2 separate regions of the Oncorhynchus mykiss genome follow, and region 1 is linked to region 2. A link is a contact called in public Hi-C data. All regions are on one chromosome and are shown on one strand. The core of a region is the stretch at or near the end of the contact, and the rest is flanking DNA. Distances in the headings are between cores, read along the strand shown. Region 1 holds the start of LOC110488540 (E3 ubiquitin-protein ligase RNF4). Region 2 holds the start of LOC110488494 (E3 ubiquitin-protein transferase MAEA).

Region 1 (4,345 bases), core at 1,600-4,099, 160 kb before region 2:
CTGAGGTCCCGCTGGGCCGTAGGGAAGTCAAGTCCTTGATCCAGGCAAAAGTGCTTGGTCTTTGGCAAATGAAATGGGATGCTAGTAATAAGGGGAGACATTTTTTCGCATGTACTGGTCAGTAAAGGAAGAGGTGGGGAGTATGGGATGTAGGAGAGAGGAAGTTGTGTGGAGTAGACTACGCTTTGGGCACACAGGGTTTGAATGCCACATTGTGGATGATAGGGAGACATGAAACAGGTCTGTGTGATGAGTGTTTAGTGGGGAGAAAATGGTGGAGCATGTGTTGATATTTTGTGAACTGTATGAGAGGGAGAGATTGTGTGTAGGGGTTGGGGTTTGGGTGGTGTAGTGGGAAGTGGTGTCTAGGGCTCTATTTCACTTTCTTGGAGGAACAGGACTAGTGAAGATAATTTAATTTAGGTAGGCCGTGACTGGCCTCACACCCCACAGTAGGTGGAGGTGTACGCACCTTAAAAGTTGGCTGTGATCTGCCAACCCAATCCCAAAGGACAGAAGAAGCTGTGCTTCAACAAGTGATTGAGAAGGTATGCTGCTAACTTCCCTTAGTTTTAAAACTATATTATTTATCAGTTGATACATCTATGACCAGTCCCTCAAACAAAATGTTGAATGGATGGCAGAAGTGGATGCTGAGTTCGAATCAAGCAGCGCATCAAGCAAAGTTGGTGACAACAAATGTTCAGAGCGAAATTGATGGCGGAAGTGGATGCTGAGTTCGAATCAAGCAGCATGTCGAGCAAAGTTGGTGAAGACTAATGTTCTGAGTAGACAACAGTAGTAGCGAAAACTGGAACAAAAAGGAAATTGTTTAAAATTGGAGTGGAGGATACGTGTATATAATAATGTATAATAATAATAATAATAATAATGTATATAATAATGAATAATAATGATAATGAATCGCTTCTTCTTGGGATGTGTTTGTTGAGTAAGGATGCATATGTGGGAAACCCGTTTTAGGTGTCAAAAATTGTGAAGTATGTGCTTGGAAATGTAGAGTCTGTCAGAGGGACCAGGAGTGGTCTTATTTTGATTTAATTGTACATCTGAAGAACAGAGGAAGATTGCAGTGAGCCTCAAAAGAATCCGGACAACAGAAGTTTTGTGTTTTGACTTCGTAGTAGAGCACCCGTCAAAGGAGTCATCTCGGGGGTGACAATGGATGTTCAGGTTGATTACCTGGTGAAAATTCCTGGTGTGGCTGGTGCCTGGCATCTGACCCACTGGGTGAATAGAGAAAGGTAAGAAAGTCTGTTGGTCAATCAAATCTCCTATGCGGAGGAAATGAAAATGATTGAGAAAGCAAGTGATTCTAGTGAAGAGATTGAAGTTGCACGCCCAATTTTTCAGTTTTTGATTTGTTAAAAAAGTTTGAAATATCCAATAAATGTCGTTCCACTTCATGATTGTGTCCCACTTGTTGTTGATTCTTCACAAAAAAATACAGTTTTATATCTTTATGTTTGAAGCCTGAAATGTGGCAAAAGGTCGCAAAGTTCAAGGGGGCCGAATATTTTCGCAAGGCACTGTATATGTTTCTGCTGGTCAGAGGGAGCAAGCACTCCATGTTAAACGAATGGGGGCAAGAGATGTGAATTGTTTTGCTCTCAAGAAAAGGGTGCCATTGAAAGAAGTGAATACTGGGGTAACGGTAAATGTGAAAGCTGACCAACTGAAGGGGAAGATTCCCGGTGTTTGTGATGCTCGTCGTTTGGTGTGACGCAAATAGGGTGGCGTGATTGGAGAAACATGGTTGTTGTCTGTTTTTTAAAAGTTTTGATGTTGTCTTTGCCTGACAAAGTGAAGTTAGGATATATAAGTTATCCTGTACAAGCTTTAATGCCAACTACATTACGTTGTTACAGGTGTCAAGCTTATGGGCATGGGGCAGCAGTGTGTAGGAGGGAGCCTCCTAGGTGTGCAGAAGAGCATGAGACAAAGGAATGTGTAGCATTGGGGAAAGTAGTGGTTTGTGTTAATTGTAGGGGGCTGGGGATCAGAAATGTCCTGTATGAGAGGCAGGTTGAGGTTTCCAGGGTTAGAGTAGTGCAGAAGTTGTCATATGCTGAGGCAGTGAAGAAAGTAGAAGAAGATGGGCCAAGGGGAGGGATCGTAAGAGGAGTGGTGAGAGTAGTTGATCTGTAACAGTACATAGGGATCCACCAACAAGGTATATATGTTTCAGTATGATTTCATTTTTGGCATTTATATTAATGGTTATCAACTGTACAGCAGGGATGGAATGTAAGTTGCAGAAAATAGAGGTTGTGGTGGCAGCTGTAGAGAGGTATTTGGGTGTGCGAGACTTGAAATCAGAAGAGTTACAGGGTGTGTTTGTTACGGTTTTCTTGCGGTGAAGGAGAGTCGGACCAAAATGCAGCGTGGTATTCTTGATACATGTTTAATGACGATGAAAAAACAAACAATACAAAAACCCGTTACCGCAAAAACCTATACAGCCTATCTGATGCAAAACCGAGACAGGAACAATCACCCACGAAACACTCAAAGAATATGGCTGCCTAAATATGGTTCCCAATCAGAGACAACAATAAACACCTGCCTCTGATTGAGAACCACTCCAGACAGCCATAGACTATGCTAGCAAACCCCACTAAGCCACAATCCCAAACCCTACGGAAAAACCCCAAGACAAAACACACCACATAATAAACCCATGTCACACCCTGGCCTAACCAAAATAATAAAGAAAACAGAATACTAAGACCAGGGCGTGACAGTGTTAATGTGGTGGTGTCCCATCCTTCCAGGCTGTTGGCCTGAAGTAGGACTAAATACATTTTAATAGTGGAGTATGGTATTTATTTTTTTGTGAGTGTAATGTTAGATGGTAGGGTATTTGTTGTATTTTCTTTTTTGTAGAAAAAAAAAATGAAGCAAAGTATTAGGGAGTTATACTCCAGACTAGTAGGTGGCAGTAATGCAACATTTATTGGATGCCAACGGCCTTTAAATCTCATCAAGAAGGACCATAGACGAAGTGATTGAGGAGGTAGGCTGCTGTTAACCACCCTTAGTTTTAAAACTAGATTATTTATCAGTTTATTCATCTATCACCAGTCCCTTATACAAATGTTAAATTGTGGTGTTGATGTTATGTAAAAGTAAAGCTGATCCCGTTTGTAAAACCAGGAGCTAGAGCTTGCGTAGAGCGTGTTAGCATTGCTAGCTAAATTAGCTACCTTTGTTGGTTGCTAGCTAGCTAGTTGTCTTTGCTTTGTTAGCTAACTAGCTCAAATGCTAATTCTAGCTAGCTCATGTTTTGATTCGCCATTGCGTTTATTAATTGTATTGCCAGATACATTAGCTACTTGGTTAGGTACATGTCATGCTTAATACACCGTGTTAATTTCAATTTTGTCGTGATAAACCAACGCCTGGTGAGCTTCCCAGCTCAGACCCAGCTAATATTAGCTAACTTACGATATTGTAGCTGACAAGCAGTTTTGTGATTACAGCAGCTAAACGTCAGCAGCTAAACGTTAGCTAAATACATTCCCCCCCCCCCTCCCCCCCGTTACGTTAAGCAGATGAACACAGAAAGAGAGGGGTTGCAGATTTGATCGATTTTACAAGCTAATATGTTACAAGTTGTCAACAACATTATGCTTTGACTGTGGTTAGGGAGTGCATCTCAGAATACTGTAAACGATAGACTATGGTTTGTGTTCTTCAGCTGCTGTGTTGTGTTCATAAAGGTTAGTTATGGCCAATGGTTTGTTGTTTATCAGATGTGTGAAGGCTTTTTATGTAACTTAATTGGTTTATTTTTCTCTCACCAGATTATTTTTAAATTGGTCCAAGAACTTCGCAATCAGAGTTGGAACGGATGTAGATTTTTCGTAACATTTGACCATTTTTGATTTCACCCACACCTTCCCTATCACAACATGAGCAGTACAGTAAGTCCTCACATGTGCACCCAGGGCCACGTGATAACCCTCCAACACCTTCAGTTTAATTTTCACAGACATTTAGCAAAGGTGTCTGGTTTCTAAGAAGCAGTGCTTTGTTGTCACAGACACAGAGGAAAAGAAGGACTGGAGTCCCTTCAAGTTCCAGACGCACGGCCAAGAGTATCAGAGTCACCACAACCAGTGTGCGACCTCGTGCTGCAGCATCAGCAGCAGTCCCAGAGACCATTGATGTGCTGGACAGCAGCAGGACTGAGAGTGGGTAGCAATGGCTTTATGCTTTTCTCTGTCATTTTGGTTGATTATGGAAATTCTAACCCATCTATTGGCTGTGCAGGTGAGGAGGAGGTGGTGGACTTGACATGTGAAGGTTCTGAGTTGACTGT
Region 2 (4,415 bases), core at 1,125-3,624:
CCTCAGTCTTCCCGCTCTTTCACTCAAACCCAGCCCTTTTCTTTTGTGTAACCAGCTGTCAAATCTGTTCCGCCCGCTAGGGACGTTTTCCTTTATGACGTAATTTGTAATCAAGGTATAATTAATTCTGTGTATATGTAATTCTGTGTGATTAGTTAGGTATTTAGTAAATAAATAATTAAACCCAATTTTGTATTGCTGATTCAACTTGTTAGCCGGGGTTCGTGAAGACAACCAAGAATGTACAACTTTTGATGTTATTGATGTAAAATACTACTAGATCTTTAGAGTTTATTTGGAAGATAACAGCTCTATAAATATTATTTTGTGGTGCCCCGACTCTCTAGTTAATTACATTTACATGATTAGCTCAATCAGGTAATATTAATTACGGGGAAAGGATTTTATAGAATAGCATGTCATATCACTTAATCCGGCATAGCCAAAGACACGACATATTGATGCAAACTGGTAAGGGCCCAAAAATGTGACACTTCATTTTTTTTTTTGCACTGAAACATGCAAAAACCCTGCTAGGGAGAAATGCAGGTTTTAACTAATTAAACAACAAAGAATACGATCGACATGATCAGTCTCTGTGTTTAAAATAAAAAGTGGTTAATGTGAACCTAACTCACAGCTAAAAAATTTAAAGAATGCAATCTGATGTTATTTGTTGCCTAGACTTCACTGTAAATTACACTCAAGTCTTGAGAAAAAAAACAATACACTAATATTACAGTTAGGCATGACAGCCTTTATAATAGAAGGCTTGTGACCACACACATAACTATTGCACTTGGGGCAAAAAATCATCCTAAAGTATAAATAGAATGAAACAAACAGACATTCTATTTTTGCTCTATTATAGTGGCCACTATAGACATCAATCAAATGCACAAGGCTGCATGTGTCTAAAATAACATTTTCTAAGTCAAAAATCAAATTCAACACAACAAAACAATATCTTTGGGATACACTGCACATTATTACATTGTACACTTTCTGCCTGTGGACATCTGTTATACAATGTGCCAGCAAAAGTGAGAAAGAGGGAAAGTGTGTGGTGTTCCTTTCACCTCTATAGTGGCATCCAGCTTAATGTGTTAATGGCGGTCGATGGTAAAATGTGTAGCATGAAAACAACTGTGTTAGCAGTGAGCTTATGTGACCATTACATCGGTGCATGCTAGCTAACACACTTATATACAGCAATCATATACCAAAGCACATACCAGAAAGCCGCTCAATCCCTAACAGGTGCCATATGCCCACACATGTATAAATCAGCTATGTAAAGCAAATTTGTACACATTGTAAAATAGAAAATAGTTTTCAGAACGTGACCTAACCCTTGCATCACATTTTCATACTGGGGAGACCTGACATTCGCAATCTCCCCCTATCTGCAAGCGGGGCCAATAACAACACGCCTTATTGTCATCGGAATTGAACCAACCAATAAGAATGCTTGAACATTAAATACACCTTTCTTTAGAGGCAAGTGGAAACATAACCAACCCTGTTAAACATGCATGCTCTGCACTTTATTTGGCTAGTAGGCAAATAGGCCTCTACATTAGGGTATAATGACTCTATGGCTGCATTCCTCCAGAAGGGCTGAGGGGTGCTGCATGGAGATCACAAGCTCTTCAACTGAGGCTCCTGAGTGGCACCATGGTCTAAGGCACTGCATATCAGTGCAGTCCCTGGTTCAAATCCAGGCTGCATCATATCTTGCCGTGATAGGGAGTCCCATAGGGCGGTACACAATTGGCCCAGCATTACCAGGGTATGCTATCATTGTAAATAAGAATATGTTCTTAACTGACTTGTCTACTTAAATAAAGGTCAAATAGAAATAGGCTTATGCCAGACTTGGCCTATGTTTAACCCCTCCCTTGTTCCCCTCCCAAAGTCCATATGTTCATGAACCGATTCATATAAACTATTTTAAATTCTTATTAACCCCTCCTTCAGAATATGCTTTGACAAGATTTTGAGTTATTAAATACATTTTAAAAAATGAGTGGCTAAGACTGCAGTGAAAATACGTAATTCATAGATTCATCTATTTATATTATTCTGTTTCATTATTACTGGTAGATACTACTGGTTATGATTGCAGACAAATCGTAGAGAATGGGATGGTGCAATATTGATAGTCATGTTTTGATAAGGTGCATGCATGGGGATGTACACATCACCCAGACATATGCCCATGCTATAGTGATACATCTAAATGACTGAAACGTCACTGTTTTAGGCATAATACAGCCTAGTGCTATCTAGACTTAAACTGGCAAACAAATCCATTACACGATCTACCTAAATGTGAAGTAAACTCAACTGACGAGTAATAGAGAATGGAGACTTTTAACTTGAAAACGTCCAAGATATCTCTTTCCGGTTTCCCTGGCTTCCGTTTTTTATGCTGCGTTATGCTTGTTTGCATAGCACTCCTCACAAGCTGTTTTGGTGTACGTTTTTTTGTATTGTTGAGATGAAACTGCCAAAACTCTGAAAGGTATTTTTGTAGGTCAGAATTGCAAGACAAGATTTGTTCAAGTCCAAAATGTTAGTCCATAATCGTAACATGGTGTTTGTATGTTCAGATGAAATTTCACGTTTACGTTCCATGCATGGCTTTTCTTACAATCTTAATAATTTACGTGTGGATTTTCTTACGATCCTAACGTATCGTGCGTTCAACCTTTTGGCAGCTATCTGGCTCAATGAAAAAGTATCTGGAGAAATTCACAAACGAAGATGGCGGTGCAAGAGACAGCTGCCCAACTCTCCATGGCTCTGAAGGTTCAAGAATATCCCACTTTGAAGGTTTGAAATTGCTTATTTGAACGAATATCGAGACGAACCGATTATGATGCAGGCACAAGCCTCAGATTTGTCAAACTAGGCACTAATTTCGATTATTTGGATGACTAGCTAACGTTAGCTAGCGACGCCTGGGGGCAAGTTTGTTAAACAACGGCTGATGTCAGATGGTGAAGATTAATGCGAACAGATTTGATGGTGTGGTCAGATACACCACATCAAGCTATTAGTTGATAACCTCCAATCGTCTCGATAATTGACTATTTACTAACTTTGTTATCTAAACAGATAATTTCGTAGGCATTACTTTTGCTAGCCAGCCAGTTTAATCAGCTATGTTGATACCTAGCTAGGCTAACTAGCAAACTTTAACTAACGTTCGCTGGTTCTCCGTCGATATTCTTCTGTGGCGTGGGAAGCCACCTATTCATAGCTAACTATTTTCTAGTTTACATTTATTTAACTACGTTAGTTAGATAACTAGCTAATAGAGACATGTAACGTTAGCTATTCACGTTTGTTTCCAAATTCACCATCGCTTGTGAAATCAACATGGCATGAAGAGTCGTCACCAGCTGCGAGGTAGTTAGCTCTCTAGTAAATCCAAAGCAACATGATGCATACTAGTCAGTTGATCGTTTGGAGCTGTATAATTATGCTCTGTACGTGACTAGTAGCTATAGCAAAATTGCGCTAGCTAGATAGCGCTTTTTCCCTATCGAGCTATGTCCTCAAGGTACTCCTCAATATGGCTGAGAAGATTCAGTCTGCAGCCATATCACACTGCGACACTGTTGGTCTGTGGCTGCTGCCATATACGGCTAATGTTTTGCTTTGTTAGTGGCCATTTTACCAGAATAGTTATTTAATTCATTAAGGGTTGCAAGAGTAGTTGTATGCCATTTTAGTAGTTATGTTAGCATAATTAGACGGTTATGTAAGATTGCTGTTCTGTGTTGATGCCTTAGTGATTGGTTGGAAAGTGTCATATATTGGTGGATATGTTCTCAACAAGTTATGTGTCAAATAATTGGAAACTTCAGCCAAAGAATGATTATTAGATAGTCAGAATGTACTACTGAAGCCTCTTAGGTCTTGCATTGTTAATTTGTACAGGTACCATATGAAACTCTGAACAAGCGCTTCAGAGCTGCACAGAAGAACATTGACCGGGAGACGAGTCACGTAACCATGGTGGTGGCAGAGCTGGAGAAGACCCTCAGCAGTTTCCCAGTGGTGGATTCTGTGGTGTCCCTTCTGGATGGGGTGGTGGAGAAGCTCAGTGCCCTGAAGAGAAAGGTAGGTTCACCCAGTTGTTCTCAGAACAATTAGCATTGGAATATTGCTGTGCATTTTTTTAAATGGTATTCCTCCTCCAACCCCAGATAGCTTAGCTACTGCTATTTCAGGGAGAATTTCTGAAAATAAGCCACCTTTACATGTTTTCAAATCCAAACACTTGTCAAATATTGTATTTTTATTGAGCGATTTCCAAGACAGAACAATGATTCATCATCATGAAACTTAGTAGAAAAATATAGCAGTAAAATACAATACAAAGAGAGAGTGCATGTTGTTGT

What was found. Hi-C and Micro-C count contacts between places; a contact is called where the count stands out from the background.
Region 1: a contact with region 2 is called in a Hi-C map of liver, with 2.1 times the contacts expected there. The contact joins the promoter of LOC110488540 here to the promoter of LOC110488494 in region 2. A contact is called at or near these places in 2 of 3 Hi-C or Micro-C datasets (blood and liver).

Annotation. Positions count from the first base shown.
Region 1 is chr14:857,522-861,866 of USDA_OmykA_1.1, reverse strand. LOC110488540 (E3 ubiquitin-protein ligase RNF4) reads left to right here and starts at 2,849. Exons shown (of 8, transcript XM_021560772.2): 1 at 2,849-3,037; 2 at 3,828-3,947; 3 at 4,067-4,217; 4 at 4,297-4,345. The coding sequence starts at 3,936.
Region 2 is chr14:699,971-704,385 of USDA_OmykA_1.1, reverse strand. It overlaps LOC110488494 (E3 ubiquitin-protein transferase MAEA), which reads left to right and starts at 2,374. Exons shown (of 10, transcript XM_036942660.1): 1 at 2,374-2,527; 2 at 2,724-2,838; 3 at 3,952-4,134. The coding sequence starts at 2,770.